Linked DNA regions of Rattus norvegicus: regions 2 and 3 are each linked to region 1. The links are chromatin contacts, called in public Hi-C maps. All regions are on one chromosome and are shown on one strand. Each heading gives the region's core, a stretch centred on a gene start, on an enhancer-like site or on the middle of the called end of the contact. The rest is flanking DNA. Distances are from core to core; before and after follow the strand shown.

Region 1 (2,748 bases), core at 195-2,694:
GTACACGAGGTCCTCTGCAGATGTGGAGGCCCCCAGGACGTGGCCGCTGTTCCGAGTCACTCCTGATAATTTTCAAATGGACTATGCCCTTCTTAGCCATGTTTTTCAAAATCGTGCTGCTCCCAATGCGAACACTTTCCGTTTTGCTCTATAATGAGAGTACTTTCATTCCTTTAATGTTTGCTTTTTTTCCTTTGATCTAACAATTTCTGTTCAAATTTCACAGTTTTCTGTAGCTTTAGGAATGAAAGAACCGATTACTCTGCTGGGAGCGTGAAACGGATTTTAAAATATATATCTGCATGACATTTCCTTCCAGTGAAATTAATTTAGGTTTAAATACAGGAGAATGGCACAGACCAGCCCCAGTCCCTTTCTCTCATACACCTAGGCAATTCCTTATCCTTAAAGGCTTCAGTTGCACCTGCTGCAGTCTTAGTCTTTTGTGAGGACCCGAACAAGGGGCAGAGGACCACTTTCTTTGTGTAAGACCGATGCCACCTTTGGGATGTCTCTATTTTTATTTTTTTTTAACACCAGTCTCAGAAGCATAGTGGACTTTTGGGGCACGGTCCCTGCCAGTGACTGGAGTACTTCAGTGTAGCCAGATCGGCTCCCTGAGTGGTTTAGGAGACCTACACCAGGGCAGGGACCTTCGATTCCTGACCAACAAAGGACAAATTGTAGGGTGGTGGAAAGGGCGCTTCCCAGCCTCGGTGGCATCCTGGCCTGCTGCCCCGCACCTAATCCTCAGAGACCTCGCCTTCGCCTTCTGGGACCCCCCCCCCCGCACTCCCTCCCCACACTGTGTGGTTGCTCCAGAGCCTAGAGCTTGCTGCCACCTTCCTCCTACAACCCCTCCATCCCCTTCTCTAACTCGGGAAGCAGCGCTGTACACTGCTGCTCGGTCCGCTGCGCGTCCCTGGCGGTTTGCCCAACACCTCGGGGCAGGCTCCGAGTCCTGATGGTCCCCACCCCTTGGTCCTCAGCCTCCCCCAGCAGCCAGGGGTGCTGGAGCTGTCAAGCGGGCAGAGTGGATTCAGCCCGGAGCGCCGGCGTTCCTCTCCTCCTTCCTTTGTGTGCGCGCGCGAGCTGAGTTGGGGAGGAGGGAGAAGGGGGAGGTCGCTGTCTATCTGTCTCCCCCGCCTTTGCCCGGGCCGCTCGAAGTGCGGCGGCGGAGGCTGAATTCTCTAGAGCTGGTGCTGGGAGCCCAGGGGTGCCCAGGTTCCAGTCGCGCGCAGGGAGCGGGCTCGCAGCGGGGACAGCGGGGACGCTGAGAGCGGTGGTCCCATCCTCCTGGCCGGCCGCCTCGGCCTCGCTGCGCCCCTGCCACTCCGACGCCCGTAGCGGAGCGCGCCCAGGCGCCGAGAGGGACAGCGAGCACGAATAAATAGCGGCGGCGGCAGCGCGTCATCTGGCGGAGCAGGAAGTGCAGGCAGAGTCCGGAGGCCGGTGCTTCCCGCGCGTCCCCAGGACTTTGCCATGGGCTGGGGGCCGCGCGGGCTGCGAGCGGCCGGCCGAGGGCAGCGGCGACGCCGCCCGCACCGGGACTGAGCAAGCAGCGACGCGCGGCGCCGAGATGGCAGCGTCCAGCAACTCTAGTCTGTCCGGCTCCTCCGTGTCCTCTGGTGAGTTTCAGCGCGCGGTCGCCTGTGCGGGGATGGAGAGTCTACCTGTGGCCGTCCCGCCCGCTCTAGGAGAGCGTGGCGCGGGGCACCAGCGTCCCCGGGACACTTGTTAAGGTGGTCAGCACCTCCTCGTCTGACCTGTGACAGCGTAGAGGTGGGACTCGGTAGTGTCCTAGGCTTGCGGACCAGGAGTCTGGGGCTCCTGGCGAGCAGTAGCTGCCAGCAGCCTTGCACTTTCTGCACAGCTGGAACGGGGGCAGAAAGCGCCGGGAAGGTGAGGGCACAGCTGAGCTCCGGACCTGTGTATCTTGGCGCCTGCTACCCTGGATACCCAGAGCCAAAGAAGGGTGCAAACCCTAGCTCCTTGCAGACTCGGATTTCTTTGTTTGTTTCAGAAATTAGCTCCTTGGAGACACTCGCTTGGGGCATGGGTTTGAGAGAGCAGCCAGGAGGAAAATGTGTCTTGCTCGTCCTACTAAAGTGGGATAGTGGAATGGAGGTCGAGCCCAGCCTCTCTGACTCCTGGCATGTTTACCCTGTGAACTGTGTGTGTGTGTGTGTGTGTGTGTGTGTGTGTGTGTGTGTGTGTGTGTGTGTAGACAGAGACAGAGAAACAGAGAGAGAGACAGAGACAGACAGAGAGACTGTGAGACAGACACAGAGAGCATGTGTGTGTGCAGGAGCGAGCGAGGGGGGCTCTAGACGCGTTCTTATCCTACGCTGTAATTTTACTTTCAAGGCTTCCATTTTTTTTCTGTGTTAAATGTGGCTGGGTGAAAAAAAGGGCTTTCAGCTTTTCTATGGTTGATCAGCAGGTCTAATTGAACAGAAAAAAAATGATAATGAATGCAAAGGCATAAGAATCAATGGAGGCAGCCCCTCTGGTTTCTGAACATGACAGGTTTCTAATCAGAATGATGCATTAGGTACAGTTCCCCTACCCCTTTGGTCACTGAAAACTTTAATAAGAAACCCTGAAGGGATGGCTGTTAAGACACACAGTTCTGTTTGACATACAGAACTCAAGGGTCAAAGAAAAGTCTTAAAGTCCTAGTGGGAATGCTCTGTGTATTAATATTGTATGGTGTCCCATTGAATTCTTTTTCTTTATTCTCCAAAA
Region 2 (2,700 bases), core at 144-2,643, 77 kb after region 1:
CCCCTAAAATATAGAAAGTAAAACATTTTCTGTAATTATCTTCTCTTATATGTCAGCTTTCTTTAATGGTGGGACATAGGGACATCACAAAAAAAATACCACGGCGAAAGAAATCTATGACTATGGGTGGCACTTAGGGTGGCCGTCCACATGCATGACACCATCCTTTTTTTAAAGATACACTTTATTTTTTAATGATTTTAATTTTATTTTATGTGCATTGCTGTTTTGACTGCATTGCATGTCTGGGTGAAGGTGTCAGGTCCTCTGGAACTGGAGTTACAGACAGCTATGAGCTGCCATGTGGGTGCTGGGAATTGAACCTGGTCTCTGTATGAGCAGCCAGTGTAACCACTGAGCCATCTTGCCGGCCCTGCATGGCAGTCTTGGTAGGTTATTCTTGAGATATTGGAATTAATGTGGTCAACAAATGTTTGCTGAGACTCTCATTTGCTTTGCACGTCCGTGCTGCAGGCTCAGTTCTGATCCACCGGAGAGGGACAATGTACAGACAAATGTCTACAAAATGGAGCCAGCAATGCTGGATCAGAGGCAGGGATGGACTGAGGTTTCAGGAAAACTTCCTAGAGCAAGACAGGTGAACCTGATTGATTGGTGCTCCCAGCCTGAATATAGGAGGAAAGGTACGTCTTTCGGAAGGAACAGCCTGCAGGAATGTGTGGCTTCAGTGTAGAGGGGTGGAGTCTAGAGAGACGCTGTGCAATCACTGGACAGTGTGGTGTTCCCTTGTTTCTGAGCGGCCGAGAGCTGTGAGGAGGGGGCGGGGAGGGGTCCTGAGGAGGAAAGGAAGGCAGGCGCCTCTGTGCATCTGGAAGATGATCTGTTGGCAGTGGGGGTCTCTGAATTGAGCTGTAGAAGTGGAGGAGGCAAGGAAAGCTCCTTATTGGGAGTGTGATTCATAAGGAGGCCCCAACTAAGGAAGCAGAAGCTAGGGTGGAGGGAAACGGGGTGTGTGATTGTACCCAGGAGAAGACAGAATTTGTGGAGTAAGGAAGGTAAGGAGGAGTTTTTTAGGATTAACAACACACAGGATGGTTAGTGGGGAAATAAATTGCCTTTTCGGAGTAGCTGAGTTTAGGAGTCTGAGGGCTGTGAAGATGGTGTTAAGCTTTAGGCTGAGGGTAACATGGAGCAGGACACCGGGAGAGCTGGCCGGGAGAGCTGGCCGGAGATAAAGGGACATGCAAGGGACAGTTCAGTTATGGAAGAGAATGGGTTACACGGAGGGATGGGAGGGGATGGGCCGTTGTGCTTCAGGACTCAGAGCATCCTAGGGAGCTGGGTGGTAGGAAGGCCCAGGACTCTGTCAGCCTCCTCCATAAACACTGCAGAGGTGGCAGATGCTGACAAGGCAGTGGCATGACACAGCAGGTCAGGATGGGAATGGTGACCTCACTGGGTTTTCCACTAGCAGCGAAGATCTAACTGATAATGCAGGCCGGCCTAGTTGTCTGCACAAGCAGTCGGTCTCCCTGCACTTTGGTGCATGTGCCTGCTTTGAAAACTCTTTCTCCCTGGACTTTAGAATCAGTTTCAGAAACAAAAGCTGAGTAAATGGACCCACAGCATTTCTGTTGTTGTTGTTGTTGTTGTTATTATTATTATTATTATTATTATTATTATTATTATTATATTATTATTACCAACAGCCTGCTACGGAGACCCCTCAAGTCAATTCAGAAAATGTCCACCGTGTACTATTATAAGCAGGGAAAGTACTGAAATGCATGGCATTTTGAAACACTGTGAAGGTCTGCCACTGTGTTGGCCGATTTCATTGACGTTGGCAAGCCGGAATTGGTTTGCTTTTGCCTCTGCTGGCTGGCCACCCATTCTATTCCACATCTGAACCCTGCAACCCGGGGGTGAATCACTTTGCAGGATAGAAGGAGCCTTATAAACCGTGTTTAATAACAGACCATTGCCAAATGAGTAACGTTTTGATTATTGTGGGGGGAATTTCCCTGCAAAAGGGACGTTAAACTGTGTAGAAGAGTAAAATATTATTTTCTGATTCCTCTGTATGGTAAAGAATCTTTACCTTATGGGGGAAATAGGTCAAAATTTGATAATGTTAGGAATCTCAAACAGTCTCACACATGGCCTTAAGAAATATTTTTTGAGGGTCGGGGATTTAGCTCAGTGGTAGAGCACTTGCTTAGCAAGCACAAGGCCCTGGGTTCGGTCCCCAGCTCCGGAAAAAAAAAGAAATATTTTTTGAGAACCCAGACACAGTGGGTTCTAATAGGAAAAAACCCACATTGTGAAGATCAGGACTGGATGTCTGAGGGTTGAAGGAACGGTGTGGGCTCAGCTTGCTGATGGTGGTTAATACTGCCAACTCTCTCAGAGTAAAACAAACAAACAAATAAATTTGAGAATCCTAAGAGGAGCCACAGAGAAAGACAGGAAAATGACCCACAGAGCAGGGAAGGATGACATGGGTGGCAGACCCATGAAGTGGCAGAGGAGATTAAAACCAAGCTGTGGAAGTGGCCACAGAAAGGACTGCTGGTCAGAAGAGAGGAAACAGAAGCCACCTCTCCCCAGAGGCCTCGCCCACTTTCCCTGCTCATATCTAAAAGGGAATTGGTCTGTAGATGAGCAAACACCATTGAATTCAACCAATTTTTTTTCTGGTGCCATAAGTGCCTGCTAACAGGGCCTAGCAGCCTACAA
Region 3 (2,720 bases), core at 23-2,522, 83 kb before region 1:
CTAGGTAAGATGGAATTCAGACCTTTGGAAATATTAATCTTACCATAGTTAAGATTCAAGATATTTAGTTCCCCCATCTCAAAGCTTAAAGTAATTTTCCTCAATACCTGTTATATTTCAAACAGGGTACTCCCTTTGAAATCTTATCACGTGTTTTTTATTTATGCATTTATTTATTTATTTACACTGCACACCTATGAGCGTCAATAAACAAGTTTTGGGAGTTGGTTCTCTCCTGCCACGTAGCTCAGGGGGCCGTCAGATCCTCAGGTTTGATAGGGGTGAATTCAGACCCCACCATCTCTCAGCTCTAGAGGACATATTCTGAATTAAGGCGTTTTAAAGATCATTTTCAAAGAACTGCCCCCCTGCCATCCCAAGTCTCACTCCCTAAACTCATCATGGACACGTCTGAGGAGCCTTCTCTGTGCACAAGCCATGTGCATTCTCCACTTGGGGGCACCACAAATGCTGTAGACACGGTTAAGTGATGAGATCTTGGTGTCTCTCACTGGACCCCAGGTTGTAGGTGTCTCTCCACAGCAGTGAGTTATAGCACCACCATGCTGCATGTATCCAGTACAGTGTGTAAATTCATCCTAATAGCATACACTGTCTGCTCTCTCAAGCTGTGGGTTAGCTCCTACTCACAGCTGGGAAGGGGGTGGGTGGTTGGGATGCACTCTGTAAAGAGTGTGGATGTGAGAGCCACACGGCCAGGACTGGAGTTGCATGTAGCTATTTTAATATTTGTGTGTTCTTGAGTACATGCCTTCATTTCTCTGTGTCTCCATGCAGACACAGGTTGTTATACATATGAGCAGCAGGTACAGGGCATAACACTTCATTCAGTCAGTGTCGTGTATCTTTTTAAAGAGTCAGTTCCGGTTGGGTTTTGGTTTTTTGTTTGTTTTTGTTTGTTTTTTGTTTTTTGGGGTTTTTTTGGGGGGGTTGGGGTTTTTTGGGGTTTTGGGGTTTGTTTTTTTTTGTGGGGGGTGGGTGGGAAGACAGCTAAGTGTGGCTACATATGTGGACAGATAGGCAGGGGAACGCGTGTTCGAGTAATCAAAGGCAGGGCTTTTGAGGTGGTTATTAAAATGTCTTGGGATGGACCCCTGCTAAAGAATTATCTGGTGGATGATGAAGAAAAGAAACCCTTTATGAATGAGTCAGGGGCCTGAGTATAAAACCATTTCGAGCGCTACTGAAATAAGAAGCGATGAAATGCGAAGGCGCGGAGGAATCCTAGACTTGTGGGATCCACGCCTACACATGGATGAAGTCCAAGAGGCTGACCGGTTCTGGTACACAGATAACAAACGAGGCGGTGTTAAGACTCGCCTGCCATCCCCACCGCTAGGGAAGTGAAGATAGAAGTGTGACATCCTGGGCTACACAAACAGACGGGTCAAGAGGAGGGAAAAAGAGGAGTGGGAGAGGAGGGAAAGGAGGCCTGGTTTATCCATTGCCCTCTTAATTCTCTGGCGACCCCTGGTGGCCAGTCACAAACTTGTCTACTCCTTCCTCAATGTTCTAGTCTGTCCATTCGACTGTCAACACTAGCACATTCCACTACTGTCAATAATGGGCAAAGAAAATTATCCTGTGCCTTCATGGATCGTCACTTGGAAGCAAAATTCCTGAAATCTAAACTGGTCCTGACGTGGCCCATTACTTTCCAAGTATCAGCTCTGCTCCCAGACATTTAAACTGTATCTCCAGCCAGACGCAGACAATAGAGACAGATAACAAGACACCGTAGACATAATTTCTATTACACATTACACAGATTGCTGAAATGGAGAGCCAGTAGGTGGGAAGCGGGGACTAAAGACACCGATTTCAGTTCTTTCAATCAACACTGTTGTTCTCGCTTGCTTTCTGTTGCTGTTACAAACACTAGGACCAAAAGCAACTGGGGTGGGAAAGCGCTTATTCCACCTTACATTTTATAATCCGTCATTAAAGGAAACTGAGGCAAAAGCTCAAGGAAGGAACTAAACCAATGACCAGAGGAATGTTGCTTATTGGTTTGCTCAGCTTGCCTTCTTATAACTCGGAAAGATCACCAGCCTAGGGGTGGCACCTGCCCACATAAATCACTAATCAAGAAAAGCCCCCACATTCCAATCTGATAGACGTAACTCTCCAATTGGCATTCACTCTTCCAAGCTGATTATTTTGGGTCACGTCATCAAAAATCTAGCCAGTGATTAAGGGCCCTGAAGGGGATAGGAACTCCACAGGCCGACCAACAGAGTCAACTCACCTGGACCCTTGGGGGCTCTCAGAGACTGAACCACCAACCAAAGAGCATACACGGTCTGAACCTAGGCCTCTCCAAACATCTGTAGCAGATGTGCAGGTCAGTCTTCACGTGGGTCCTGAACAACTGGAGCGGGGACTATCCCACTGTATACAGCCGTTGGCTATATGTGGGATTTGTTCTTCTAGCTGGGCTACCTTGTTTGGCTTTAGTGGGAGAGGATTCACCCTGTAGAGACTTGACGTGTCAGGATGAGGGTATATCCAAGGGGGAGGAGCCTCCACTCTCTCTCAGAGGAGAAGGAGAGGGGAGGGACTATATGGGAGAGGGCAGCAATCGAGATATAAAGTAAGTAAGTAAATAAATAAATAAATGAAAGAAGAAAGAATACAGCAAAACAAAACAAAACAGTGTAACAAGTGATTGTGTTTTACACAGACAATTCTATCGAGGT

The links. A called contact is a pair of places that touch in the nucleus more often than the background predicts.
Region 2: a contact with region 1 is called in a Hi-C map of liver, with 1.8 times the contacts expected there. The contact joins the enhancer-like site here to the promoter of Chn2 in region 1. A contact is called at or near these places in 2 of 12 Hi-C or Micro-C datasets (kidney and liver).
Region 3: a contact with region 1 is called in a Hi-C map of Schwann cells, with 5 times the contacts expected there. The contact joins the enhancer-like site here to the promoter of Chn2 in region 1. A contact is called at or near these places in 4 of 12 Hi-C or Micro-C datasets (the A7r5 cell line, Schwann cells, kidney and 1 more).

Annotation. Positions count from the first base shown.
Region 1 is chr4:84,477,545-84,480,292 of GRCr8, forward strand. It overlaps Chn2 (chimerin 2), which reads left to right and starts at 1,445. Exons shown (of 13, transcript NM_032084.2): 1 at 1,445-1,628. The coding sequence starts at 1,580.
Region 2 is chr4:84,554,313-84,557,012 of GRCr8, forward strand. The region is part of intron 1 of Chn2 (chimerin 2); the gene reads left to right. Among named protein-coding and RNA genes, the nearest start is that of Chn2, 77 kb to the left of the region's middle. Within about 2 kb of position 1,394, at least 5 of the 93 cell types and tissues checked have an H3K27ac peak or open chromatin away from gene starts, as enhancers often do. A contact at or near this core is called in liver, where this site is marked.
Region 3 is chr4:84,394,644-84,397,363 of GRCr8, forward strand. All of the region lies in intron 3 of Cpvl (carboxypeptidase, vitellogenic-like), which reads right to left. Among named protein-coding and RNA genes, the nearest start is that of Cpvl, 20 kb to the right of the region's middle. Within about 2 kb of position 1,273, at least 7 of the 93 cell types and tissues checked have an H3K27ac peak or open chromatin away from gene starts, as enhancers often do. A contact at or near this core is called in the A7r5 cell line and Schwann cells, where this site is marked.